2 separate regions of the Gossypium hirsutum genome follow, and region 2 is linked to region 1. The links are chromatin contacts, called in public Hi-C maps. All regions are on one chromosome and are shown on one strand. The core of a region is the stretch at or near the end of the contact, and the rest is flanking DNA. Distances in the headings are between cores, read along the strand shown. Region 1 holds the start of LOC107889518 (polygalacturonase inhibitor). Region 2 overlaps LOC107889516 (bZIP transcription factor TGA10).

The links. Hi-C and Micro-C count contacts between places; a contact is called where the count stands out from the background.
Region 2: a contact with region 1 is called in a Hi-C map of leaf, with 2.1 times the contacts expected there. The contact joins the enhancer-like site here to the promoter of LOC107889518 in region 1. A contact is called at or near these places in 18 of 34 Hi-C or Micro-C datasets (anther, callus, cotyledon and 5 more).

Annotation. Positions count from the first base shown.
Region 1 is chrA09:71,190,909-71,196,916 of Gossypium_hirsutum_v2.1, reverse strand. LOC107889518 (polygalacturonase inhibitor) reads left to right here and starts at 2,909. Exons shown (of 1, transcript NM_001326764.2): 1 at 2,909-4,404. The coding sequence starts at 3,183. The coding sequence ends at 4,175.
Region 2 is chrA09:71,230,352-71,236,359 of Gossypium_hirsutum_v2.1, reverse strand. It overlaps LOC107889516 (bZIP transcription factor TGA10), which reads left to right. Exons shown (of 11, transcript XM_016813962.2): 1 at 1-90; 2 at 252-352; 3 at 912-991; 4 at 1,110-1,238; 5 at 1,398-1,466; 6 at 1,548-1,607; 7 at 1,702-1,779; 8 at 1,869-1,944; 9 at 2,047-2,318; 10 at 2,622-2,861; 11 at 4,483-4,836. The coding sequence ends at 4,635. Among protein-coding and RNA genes, the nearest start is that of LOC107889516, 3.4 kb to the left of the region's middle. Within about 2 kb of position 3,564, at least 1 of the 9 cell types and tissues checked has an H3K27ac peak or open chromatin away from gene starts, as enhancers often do. A contact at or near this core is called in leaf, where this site is marked.

The DNA of each region.
Region 1 (6,008 bases), core at 1,660-4,159:
ATCGAGTAGGGATTTTGTTGAATCAAACCAATTTGATTAAATACAATTAGTTTTTTAAAAAATAAATTAATATTTAATTTAATTATAAAATATATTTATTTTCTTTTGGGTTTTGACATCTAAATTAAAAATAAATTTATATATTATAGATTAGATTACTAATATATTGATATTATCTTTATATATATTAGATTTTATCATAATCATGATGTTGGTGAACCAAAATATTTTATGTTGAAAAAATATTTATAAAAAAATATTAATAAATGATTGTTAGTGGAGTGGTAAAGGTTTTTTTTATATATAAATTTGTTGATTTTGTGTTTGATTGTCAAATAATATTTTTTTAATTATTTTATTTGAAGATTATATAAAAGTATGAAAAAAATGAAAATACTCTTTTAATTATATTAAATACCCTTTAAAATAAGAATATTTTTAATAATTTTACAGCTAAGTTGGTGTTGAGTTAACTTGTGATACCAACTTAATCAGTCACTATATATATAGTATAGATAATTTTTATTAATTATCATATTTAAAATAAAATCATACTATATATAAAAATTATATTTATTGAATTATAAAAATTATATATTTATTATTTTTAATTTATTCGACTATATTCAATGGTTTTATAGATTTATAATTTTATTAATTAATAATATATTCACATTAATATACTATCATCTTAATTAATATTTAATTAAAATATTTTTTATTATTATCATATAATAATACTAATAAATTGTAATTCCAATATCAATTTAGTAATACTATTAACAATAAATTATATTCTCTTTAGTTTAAACTTGTACTTTTATATATTTTAGTCTCTAATGTTACATGTGTTATACGCAATTTTATGTGTTTAATTTTTAATTAATTTTTAAATGATGTATTATTAATTTTTGTTACCTATTGTTGATAATGATAATCTATCTTAGTTTTTAAATATTACACAAATTTAGAAATATATAAGAACATAAATTATAATATTAATTTGAAAAAAAAAAGAAAAGGTAAAGCAACATGCACAATTATAATAATAGTTCATGATAAATAGGAAATATATTTAAACTAAATTAATAAATAAATTTAATAATAATTATTAAAAAATAATTGTTGAAATTTGACTTTCTTCTTAAAACAAACCCATGAAATATTTTTTTACCTGCACCAAACAAATAACATATAGATAAAAAAATTACTTTAAAAGTACTACTTGCTTCACACAATATAAACTTATAATTTTTTTTAAAAATAATACCATAATATTATAGTACCTAATTATCAATTAAAATAATCTTCGATCACTCTCCGATGTCGTTATTGTTCGAATATGATTTATTATTGCCTCTTGAAAGAACCATTCCTTTAATTCTCCATTTTTTTTTTATAATTTTAACTTATTAATGTTGAAAATGTCCCTTTTTTTTATCTGTATTCTTCTTAGATTCTACTTGATTGAATATGTCTAATTATTGAATGCTACTTAAAAAGCTAACCTTAAATTTTAATTAGTATATAACTCTAATATTAATTAAGTGATAATTAAGATGCTTAGAGTTTTATTCAAATAATAACTCTGTTTGACATTAATAAAATTAAAAAAATTTAAAAATACAATAAACACTTTTTTTAGGTCAATTTTTTAACTAATAATTGTAAATTAAATTATAATTATAGTTATCACAAATTTTTTCTATATCTTATACTTAGAGTTCTATTCAAATAATAACTTTATTTTAAGATTAGCACAACTATTTTAATTAATAATTCTAAATTAAATTAAAAATATTTTTAAAATTAATTTAGTAATATGATGAAAAGAAAGAGTATTCGGTAAAAGAACCATGGAGGCTCTTGTATTAGGAGTCAAATTGTATTTGCCCCATCTACTCAAAAAAATGGACAAACTAGTCCATGTACATTAGATTAAAGAGAAGATCGATCTTTTATATTAAAAATTTCATCTATTTATACTATTAAAAATTGACATGGTTGACGGAATAACTAGATAATAACATGTGACACGCCACATCTACCTCATACTGACATATAAGGATCAATTTCATCCATTCATAAATTGATAATTCTTTTAACAAGAAGACCGATTTATTTTTTGATTTAATATGTAAAGATGTTTCTGTAATACAATTATTGTCCTCTATGATAATTTTATGAGCATATTCTTATTAATTCAATTTTTTTTCCCAATTCGTATGGACTATAGATCAATTGTATGTTATACGACAATAATTCAATAAAATAAATATATATTTATTAAAGTATTATAAAATTAAAATAAATTATATAATTTCAAAATATAAAAGCACGTAAAGCAAATCAGCGCGTGGCGTTAGAAAAACTAGTGGGTAGATAAATCATAGAGTGAGGAAGGTTTTATGCGGTGAAGCGTGGTAACGGGGGCGCAGAGGATCTGACATAAATAAGTCATGTGCCACAGGTTTTCAATTTCCTCACGAAACTCCTTTTTCTTTATGACAAACTTTTTGTGGGGCAAATTGATAATACTCCAAATTAGATATAGACAAATAAATAATTCATGATATGGATTACACATTATAAATAAATTATTTTTTAATAATCAAACTCATGTTAACTGGTTAAGTGAAATAATAGATTCAAAGAGATAATCATAAATAGTAAACTGACCTGCATAGTATTAAATAAAATAAATATTAATAATGAATCCAGCTATTACCGAGTCATAAGAAAGAAGCCATCTTTGTTGACCCATGACTCGTGATTGGATCTGCTTCTGTTTCTCACCCTTGCAAAGCGGCTGTGTTCGTGCATATTTGAAGTCAACCATTCATTCACAAGTAGATTTCAATTAAAATTTTAAAGAAATCAGTCATTCAACTTCTGATGCTTAAAGTTTCCAAAATATCTCTATCCGCTGATTGAAACCATATTTCGGCACAAACACAATTATCCAGTCATAAAATAAAACATAGATAATTGGTTTTGAGAAAACAAGTCACTTTCCAACATTGAACCCCAAAAAACACATCATCTTCTGACCATCTTTCAAATGGTTTAATCCAGTACATAATAATGGGGTAAGCGAGATTAATTTATTAATCAACTTTGACTCTACCTCACTCTATAAATTTTGAGTTTTAACAAGCAACATCCAATCCAACAATTAAAACATGAAGATATATCCAGCTTTCCTCAGTTTCCTCTTCATATCCATCTTCATTTCACCTTCTGTCTCAGACCACTGCAACGCTCAAGACAAGAAGGTTCTTCTCAAGATCAAAAAGGCCTTAGGCAACCCTTACCTCTTGGCCTCATGGGACCCCAACACTGATTGCTGTGATTGGTACTGTCTTGAATGCCATCCCAATACCCACCGTGTCGTTTCCCTCACCCTGTTCTCCGATGATCGTCTCACCGGCCAAATCCCCCCTGAAGTTGGCGACCTTCCGTACCTTGAAACCCTTCTTTTCAGACACCTCCCTAACCTCAATGGAACCATACAACCCGCCATTGCCAAGCTCAAGAACCTCAAGACGCTTCGCTTGAGCTGGACCAATCTTTCCGGTCCAGTCCCTAATTTTCTTAGCCAACTTAAGAACTTGACTTACTTGGACCTTTCATTTAATAACCTCTCGGGATCTATTCCAAGCTCCCTTTCAACACTCCCAAATCTCGAGGCTTTGCATTTGGATAGAAACAAGTTAACTGGTACCATACCAGAATCTTTTGGTATGTTTCCTAGCAAAAACCTGTATTTGTTCATCTTGTCTCACAATAAACTTTCTGGTACAATCCCTGCCTCTTTAGCCAACATGGACTTTAACACCATTGACCTGTCGAGGAACTTGCTTGAAGGTGATCCTTCAGTGTTGTTTGGCCCGAAAAAAACGACATTCGAAATCGATCTTTCTAGGAACATGTTCCAATTCGATCTATCTAAAGTGCAGTTTCCCAAGAGTTTGGCAAGGCTGGATCTGAATCATAACAAGATTACGGGAAGTATTCCTGCAGGGTTGACGGATCTGGAGTTGCAGTTCATGAATGTAAGTTACAATAGGTTGTGCGGACAAATCCCGGTGGGAGGGCGGTTGCAGAGTTTCGATTACTCCACGTATTTTCACAACCGCTGCTTGTGCGGTGCTCCGCTCGACACCTGCAAGTAAAGGTGCGCTGCCGACATTATTAAGTTAGGGCTTTCATCATGCATCAAAGTGCAGGTTGGAGAGTTGTAATAAGCACGCACATGTTTTTATTTTGACTAAGCTATTCAGGGAAAATATCTTTTTATCAGCAATTTGAGAATAAACGACATTGTATTTCACCCAAGAATTAGTGAACTTTACAAACACCTAAAGAGGAAATAAATTTCTGAGGGAGAGTCTATTTTTATCAGCTTATTGGTAACCCATCTCACTTATGAACCAACACAGAGTGCTTTGGCAGCATATAACCCGCATCTCCCTGGAACACATAATTGGAATTGAAGAGGAGATTAAATAACGAGAAGCTACTCTAACCAGATCATTACAAAGATAGCATTTAGCATTAGAAGAGATGATTTCAAGGTAGCATTGTAGACTTTCTATAAAAAAAAATCTAAAGCCCAATAATGGTAAATATATAGGCGTTCAATTCTATCTTGTGAGCTTATTTACAATATGTGGGAGTTCACATGGACAGGACAATTGCATCAGCTAAGTTGTCTGCAATTTGGAAATTTAAATACAAGAGATATTGATTGTTGAATAGAAGACTAAAACATTGAAACTAAATTTTCAATGAAGCCATTGATATTTATATGTTAATAGACTTGAGTGTGATAAAATGTGTCATAATTGCTAGGGTCAAGACACCAGTAGACATGCTCAACTTTGAAATAATACTACTCTCCACATATCTCATACATTCAAACACTATAATAGGCTTGATTTCAGCAAATTCATTGGAAGGAACTTTAACAATTTATTATAAAAATATTACTTCTAAAAACTAGTTAGAAAAATATGGCATGTTATAGATTATTTAGAAAAAAATTACAATTTTCTCTCACATTATTTTTTTTAATTACCTCTTTACATGACGGTTTTACAATAATATATATTTTTTTGTGTGACGGAAACATGTTAAATTTAGGTGAAACTTTCATGTCATTTGACAGTTTCACAATAAAATATATATTTTTGTGATAGTAAGACCCATATTGAAAACGGGTGAAACCTCCATGTCAGGTGGTAGATTCACCTGGTTCCAATATATGTCATTTGTAATACAATATATATATATATATATTTCTTTTATTAATTTCAAGATATAAAAAAGACAATTTCACTTGGCTTTGACACGTCGTTTCTTAATTCTTGTATAGAAAATATTTTTTAAAATTTTAAAAGGATCCCTTTACATGGCGATTTCAAGATATAAAAAAGGAAATTTCACCTGACTTCTAAATGTTTCTTTTATGATATAAAAAATAATTTTTTCTATTTTAGAAGTGCCACTTACATGGAGATTTCAATATTTAAAAAAAAAATTTGTTTCTAAAAGTGCGCCCTTAAACAATGGTTTCAAAATAACAATTTTTTTCTATAATAACCGATTTAGGGCGCGGTTTCAAACCTTTACCCTACAGTCAATTGAAGTATCCATTGAACAAAAAATTTCAATTTTTTTTTTAAATTATCTAGTCTACTCCTTTTAAGTCTATAAAAACCCTAGTCCTTGACAACATCTCGCCACATGGCGCTTTAATAAATTATTTTTTTCTAAAATAGCCATGTCAAGTTGTAGTTTTAGACTATGGGATTCCAAAATTGGGAATAAAATTATCAAAACACCCTAATGCAGTCTATATAACTGCCTCTTCTATTTCTCCAAGTTCTTTTCTTTAAACTACTCTCTATTTTGTTAAAGTAAGTTTTCTTTTCTTAGTTGCCTTTTTTAAAAATTATTTTTTAATTTGGTTAATTTGCCGTGTTGGAATTGATAATGTTATTTGT
Region 2 (6,008 bases), core at 2,315-4,814, 39 kb before region 1:
AATTCAGGAGCATAATCAACCTCATCTAAACCAGATTCCTTATGCTATGATGCAATCGTCCTCATCATCTTCCATCCCGGGGAACTTCATGTAAATTTCTTTTACAGTGCAAAAACTATACAAACCCAAACTCACAACCAACTCAACCTTTATTTTTTTTCTTTTTCATTCATTTTCTTGATGGAGATGTTAAGTTTTTGAAAATTTCATTCCTGTTTCTTGAATCTTGTGTTCTTTTTGGGGGTGAGCAGCAGCAATAAAGATAGTGGAGCATATGATTTGGGTGAATTAGATCAAGCCCTTTTTCTGTATCTTGATGGTCAAGACACTTCAACTGTTCAAGACCAAAGAAGTGAGTCTTCTCCCAAGTTTTCTCTTTCACCCCCTCTGTTTGTTTAGTTCAAAAAATATAGGAGTTTTCTTTTCCTTCCTCTTTCGTAATCTTCTTTCTTTTCTGTTAAGAAGATTCTTTTGGAACAGGCCTGTTTTGGTCACAGGAAAAGCATGTTTAGCTATTCAACAGATTTAATCTGCCAGTACTTTCTTTGACCAGATCATTTCAGAAGAAAGAAAGATATTTTCAACTTCTTATTTTATTTTCTAACATGATATGAGTGTCTGAATTGGACACCAGTAACAAACAACTCTGTGATAATGAATCCCTTGAAAAAGTCCTTACACGTTGTACTGAAAAGTGTATATGTGGGGATATGGTTTTTTTAGGGGTGTGTTTCTTTTCTTATTTTATTTTATTTTATTTCTGTTTTTGATGGAATAAAGCTACAAATAATGCTTGAGGATCCCTATGTTTTGTTTAATATATTCATACTTGTGTTGCTGGTTTGTCTGCCTTCCCTTTCTTCGAAACTTTCCTGTTGAGAGTTAATGGTTACCAGAATTTATATACGCAGATAACTCTGGAATGAGGCCTCCGACTTTGAACATTTTCCCTTCTCAGCCTATGCACGTTGAGCCGCCATCGTCAAACAAGGTGAAACATATTATTTATTCATATTGAGGATTTAGAGTTATGCTGGTGCAAGTATTTTAAAATAATAATTTTCTATGTCTGGGTGTGTTATTTTATGTATATATTCTGTATTTGGTAGACAAATACAGGATTGGTTTCACCAGCAACTAGTGGTTCAAAAAGACCATCAGAGTCGTCCATGGAGTTGGCCAACGCCAGAAATGATACTTTATCTTCTGCACCCCATCTACCTGTTAAAGCTGTCAAGGTATCATAGGCTAACTCTGAATATAAAAAACCAAATTATTATATATATATATTTTTATATTTAAATCAGGAAACAGAAACATGATGCATTCATCATCTTAACGAGAAAAAAAAGAAAGAGATTCCCATGTTTTGAAAAATGCAAGTTTTAATTTGGCAGCGTGAGGGGAATCGCAAAGGGCCAACATCAAGTTCAGAGCAAGAAGGACCCAAAACACCAGACCCTAAGGTGAATTCCTTCACTATATATATATTCCCACCTTTGAAGGACTTTTTTTTTTTGTAATTTGTTTGGACAATTTCCGAGTAGACATTGAGGAGACTTGCTCAGAATAGAGAAGCAGCAAGGAAAAGCAGGCTAAGAAAAAAGGTCAGCCCATAAAAGAAAAAAAATTGATCATTTTTCTCTCTTTTAAACAAGTTTTGACGATGGGGTTGACGTTGGGGTTCTTGTATTTTCACAGGCTTATGTTCAGCAATTAGAATCAAGTAGGATCAGGCTAACCCAACTGGAACAAGAACTTCAAAGAGCAAGAACTCAAGTGAGACATCTCCCTTATACCTTTTATGCATATGGTTTGTCCCTATTTATATTTGAGTATAAGTTTGAAGATCTTGTTTTACTGTTTAGGGCATGTTTTTCGGTGGTGGCAATATCCTAGGAGGAGACCAAGGTCTTCCTGTTGGTATTAACAACATAAGCCCAGGTTTCTATACTAAAAATAAAATGCTCTCTCTCTCTCTCTTGCTTCTTTTTGAGTTTTTAATGGCTATATATATATATATCAACTGAAATTTATATGGTTCAGATGCTGCCTTGTTTGACATGGAGTATACAAGATGGCTAGAAGAGCATCATCGACTAATGTGCGAGCTTAGGGCCGCAGTTCAAGAGCATCTACCGGAGAACGAGCTTCGTATCTTCGTGGACAACTGTTTAGCACACTTGGACCAAGTGATGAACCTCAAAAGCATGGTGGCTAAAACGGATGTCTTTCACCTTGTTTCTGGCATGTGGAAGACTCCCGCTGAACGATGTTTCATGTGGATGGGCGGTTTTCGCCCATCTGACCTCATCAAGGTACCTTAACACACTAAATTCTAATCACTACCATACATCTATTGTAAAAACTCTAAGAATAATCCCACTAATTATATTCATTTTCCTCTATATTTCACCTATTTTGTTTTCCTCTCCCTCTCTATAAAGTCTTTCCCCGTTGTATATTTCCCTGGACATTCAAAAAATGTGGGATATTAGTGAAAAAGTAGGATATTTTGAGACAAAGCAGGAGGCAAGTGGTGCTTTTAATTGCATGAATGCAAAACCTAGAAAATCCCTATTATTACTCGTGTTTTTTAATTATTATTATTTTATTTTCAGGTGATACTGAATCAGATAGAGCCACTGACGGAGCAGCAGATAATGGGGATATGTGCCTTGCAGCAGTCGACACAGGAAGCTGAAGAAGCTCTAACACAAGGCTTGGAAGCTCTGAACCAATCTGTTTCTGATATTATAACATCTGATTCACTGAGCTGCCCTCCTAACATGGCTAACTACATGGGCCAAATGGCTGTCGCCATCAACAAGCTCTCCACCATTGAAGGTTTTGTTAGACAGGTATGCACTCCATCTTGTATACTCCTACTACTATGATATTATTATGGTTTGATTTTCTCTGTGCTTGTGGACCCCCCAAGCCTCATCAATGATGATGAATTCAGGATCATCAAGATATGTGTGGGAAAAAATTCTGGTTAAACCTAACCCCTCCCCCCTCATGCTTTCCATGAAATTACTCCATCCGTGTCTCCTCATGCTGATGTGGTGGTTCCATTAACAAAGCTATTATCCACATAAGATGACTGGATCCTTTCATGCATTTCTATGAAAGTGACATCTGCATGTAGTACGTAGTCTTTTGGGTTTTAAACTTCGCATGCCATCTAAGGACCATCTAAAAAGAACTCAGCTTGTCTGATTTAGGAGGTTTCCCTATCCAAGTATCTGCAACAGACTAGTATATGTTTATAGCATGCCGTTCAAGACTTAAATCACTTGCAGTAGAAGAATCAAACTCTATTTCATTTACCTAGGAATTGTAACAATGGGTGTGCCTAAAGCAAGCATGGCAATTTGTCGACAATAATGAACTTGTCACCTGATGGGCAGTATAAATATGAAAAAGCTATAACCAAGTCAAAAGAATATTTGCATTTTCACGTGCTTTCTCTTTCCTCTGGTAAGTAATGTATATAGATATCGACATCAAAGCTCAAACGAGATCCCTCGTGCCCGTATGTTGATGTCATAGTCATAACCGTTTGACTTAAAGACATCACATCCTTTTTGACTATTCTTTCAATTTTAGGCCGACTCTACTCTCCCACATCCCCCACATCCGTCCATCCTTTGCTCACAGTGAACTTAGAGTTATGGTAATTCTGGGATTAGGGCATTTCTAGTTCAACATTTTGAAGATTTAGGATAGGTGGGGTCGTAGGCCCTTTGAAATTATTGGTCCATCACTAGGAAAAGAAAACGAATCCTAAACAATTTAGGACCCTTTAAAGTCAATTGTGTAAGCAAGATGTTCACCTAGAGGACAACATGTTCATTAAAAGCCTAGTTAATTGACCACATTTTTATATTCCTAAGCTGACTTATGGCTACCCTTAAATTTTCAGGTCTCTCTAGGTAAGTAGTTACCATCATTACGTTTCTTTGAACCAAGGGTAGAAATTAAAATGAAATTAAACAAGTATTAAGTGAAGGTTTCAAATATGATCACCATGGAATTATCTTTTACATATATGTCAAAACCCTTCTAGACAAGGTAAGTAGAAACCATACCCCACAAGTAAATTTGAACTCAGAAAATGAAAATACCCTAAATTATTCCTTTTTTTCAACCTCTCTATCCCTTAATTTCCCATTTTGACAATCAAAACACCCATATGGTGCCATAAAGTCAGGGGTTGATAGCCAATGTGAAGTTTAAGTAAGCAAATTTATCTTCAATTCTACCCTCAAAGTCAAGTTAATACATGTTTAGTCTTAATGTTACCTTTCAAGTTATTGACTATGTAACATGTAATTTTTTTTCTTTACAATTTACAATTATATGAAAACTTTATAAAATTCAACTTTTTCCATTGATACATATAATACCTAAAATTTTTCCTAGCATATATATTTCCGATAATTTGCTTTTTAAAAAAATGTTTAAAAAAACTTACAGGCGGATAATCTGAGGCATCAAGCCATACTCCGATTACATCAAATCCTGACGATTCGTCAAGCTGCAAGATGTTTGTTGGCGATCGCCGAGTACTTCCATCGCCTAAGAGCTCTGAGCTCCCTTTGGTTGGCTCGACCTCGAGAAGACCAATAAAACCCTAGCTCTTTTAATTAAAATTATTATTGTCGTCTTTGATATTTTCCCCTTTCTACATAGAGAGATGTATAGATAGACTAATAGTTAAGAATAGATTCAAATTTAAATTAAAGAATTAGAAATCTCTTTCATATTATACTGATTTTTCTTGACAAGAATTTCCGGAAAAGGAAAAATAAAACAATGATTTTGCAGCCATTTCTGACTTATTAGAAAGAGATGGAACAGGTTAAGAAGAAGAAAAGGGCATTGAGAATAGAGAAAAAAAAGTTGGTGTTTTCTGATGTATTTTGTGCTGTATTTTTGCGTTTATTATGACAAACACTAAATTAACTTGTTTTAAGAGGAAAAACGAGATGCCGAGTGTTGAATCATACAAATTTAACTTTCATCTTAATATTTTTATAAAATTTATGTAATTAAAATAATTAAGACGAAAAAGTTAAAAAAATTGACCTTGGAAATATCAAAGTCACATTTTTACCGAGACAGGGAATAAATGTCATACATCCTTTGGATAATAATTTTGCAATGCATGTAAAAACCTTCTGCCCCCTCCACCGTGTCTCTCTTTATGCCCTACCAGTAAAATTTCCACACGTGGCTAAACTTAATTTAAATTAATGTTTTTTACTTGAACGTCTTGACGGCAAAACTCGATAACTTGTCCCTAAACATAGAAAAGAAAAATAAATGCATTATAAAGAGAAGAAGAGGTGACTTTGAAACATTAATCAATTAAAATTTCCATTTCAATTAATCACTTGGTAGCAGCGGCGGTGAGTGGTGCAAGGCTGGGCGGCTTGGCAGGGCAGTGGGACAGCTGGCCGGAATAGGATGGTGGCAGGACAGGGGAAGCAACAGCCGAACGAGGAAAGGGAAATAATGTAAAAGAAGAAAAAAAGAAATTGCAGCTTAAGGACCTCTTACTTTTAAGTGTGTTTTTTTTTTACCTTTCAATAAACCAACTTGAATTTTTGTCCTCTGCTAAAAGAGCTGTCCTCCTCTGGTTTTTTTGTCTCTTTCTCTGCTTGATGTTTGAATTGCAAGCCAAATATTGTTAAAGTAACTCCATTGCAGTCTTTTGCTTATGTTCATCTTCTACAAGCTTCATGGCTTCACTCTCATGCTTCACTCTTGCAATCACAAAATTGATTCCTTGATATATGTCTACATAAAGCTTTCTTTTTCTTCAACAAAGATTGGCTTCCCTTTTATCAATTATTATTAAATGGATGAATTTAATTTTTATATTAAAAAAAAAGCTACATAAAACATAACAGAGTTAAATTTAGTGTTTAAAAAATGACAGAGAAATTATTTTTAATTACTCTTCAACTTCAAATAAAAGATTTCACATAGAAAAGCAT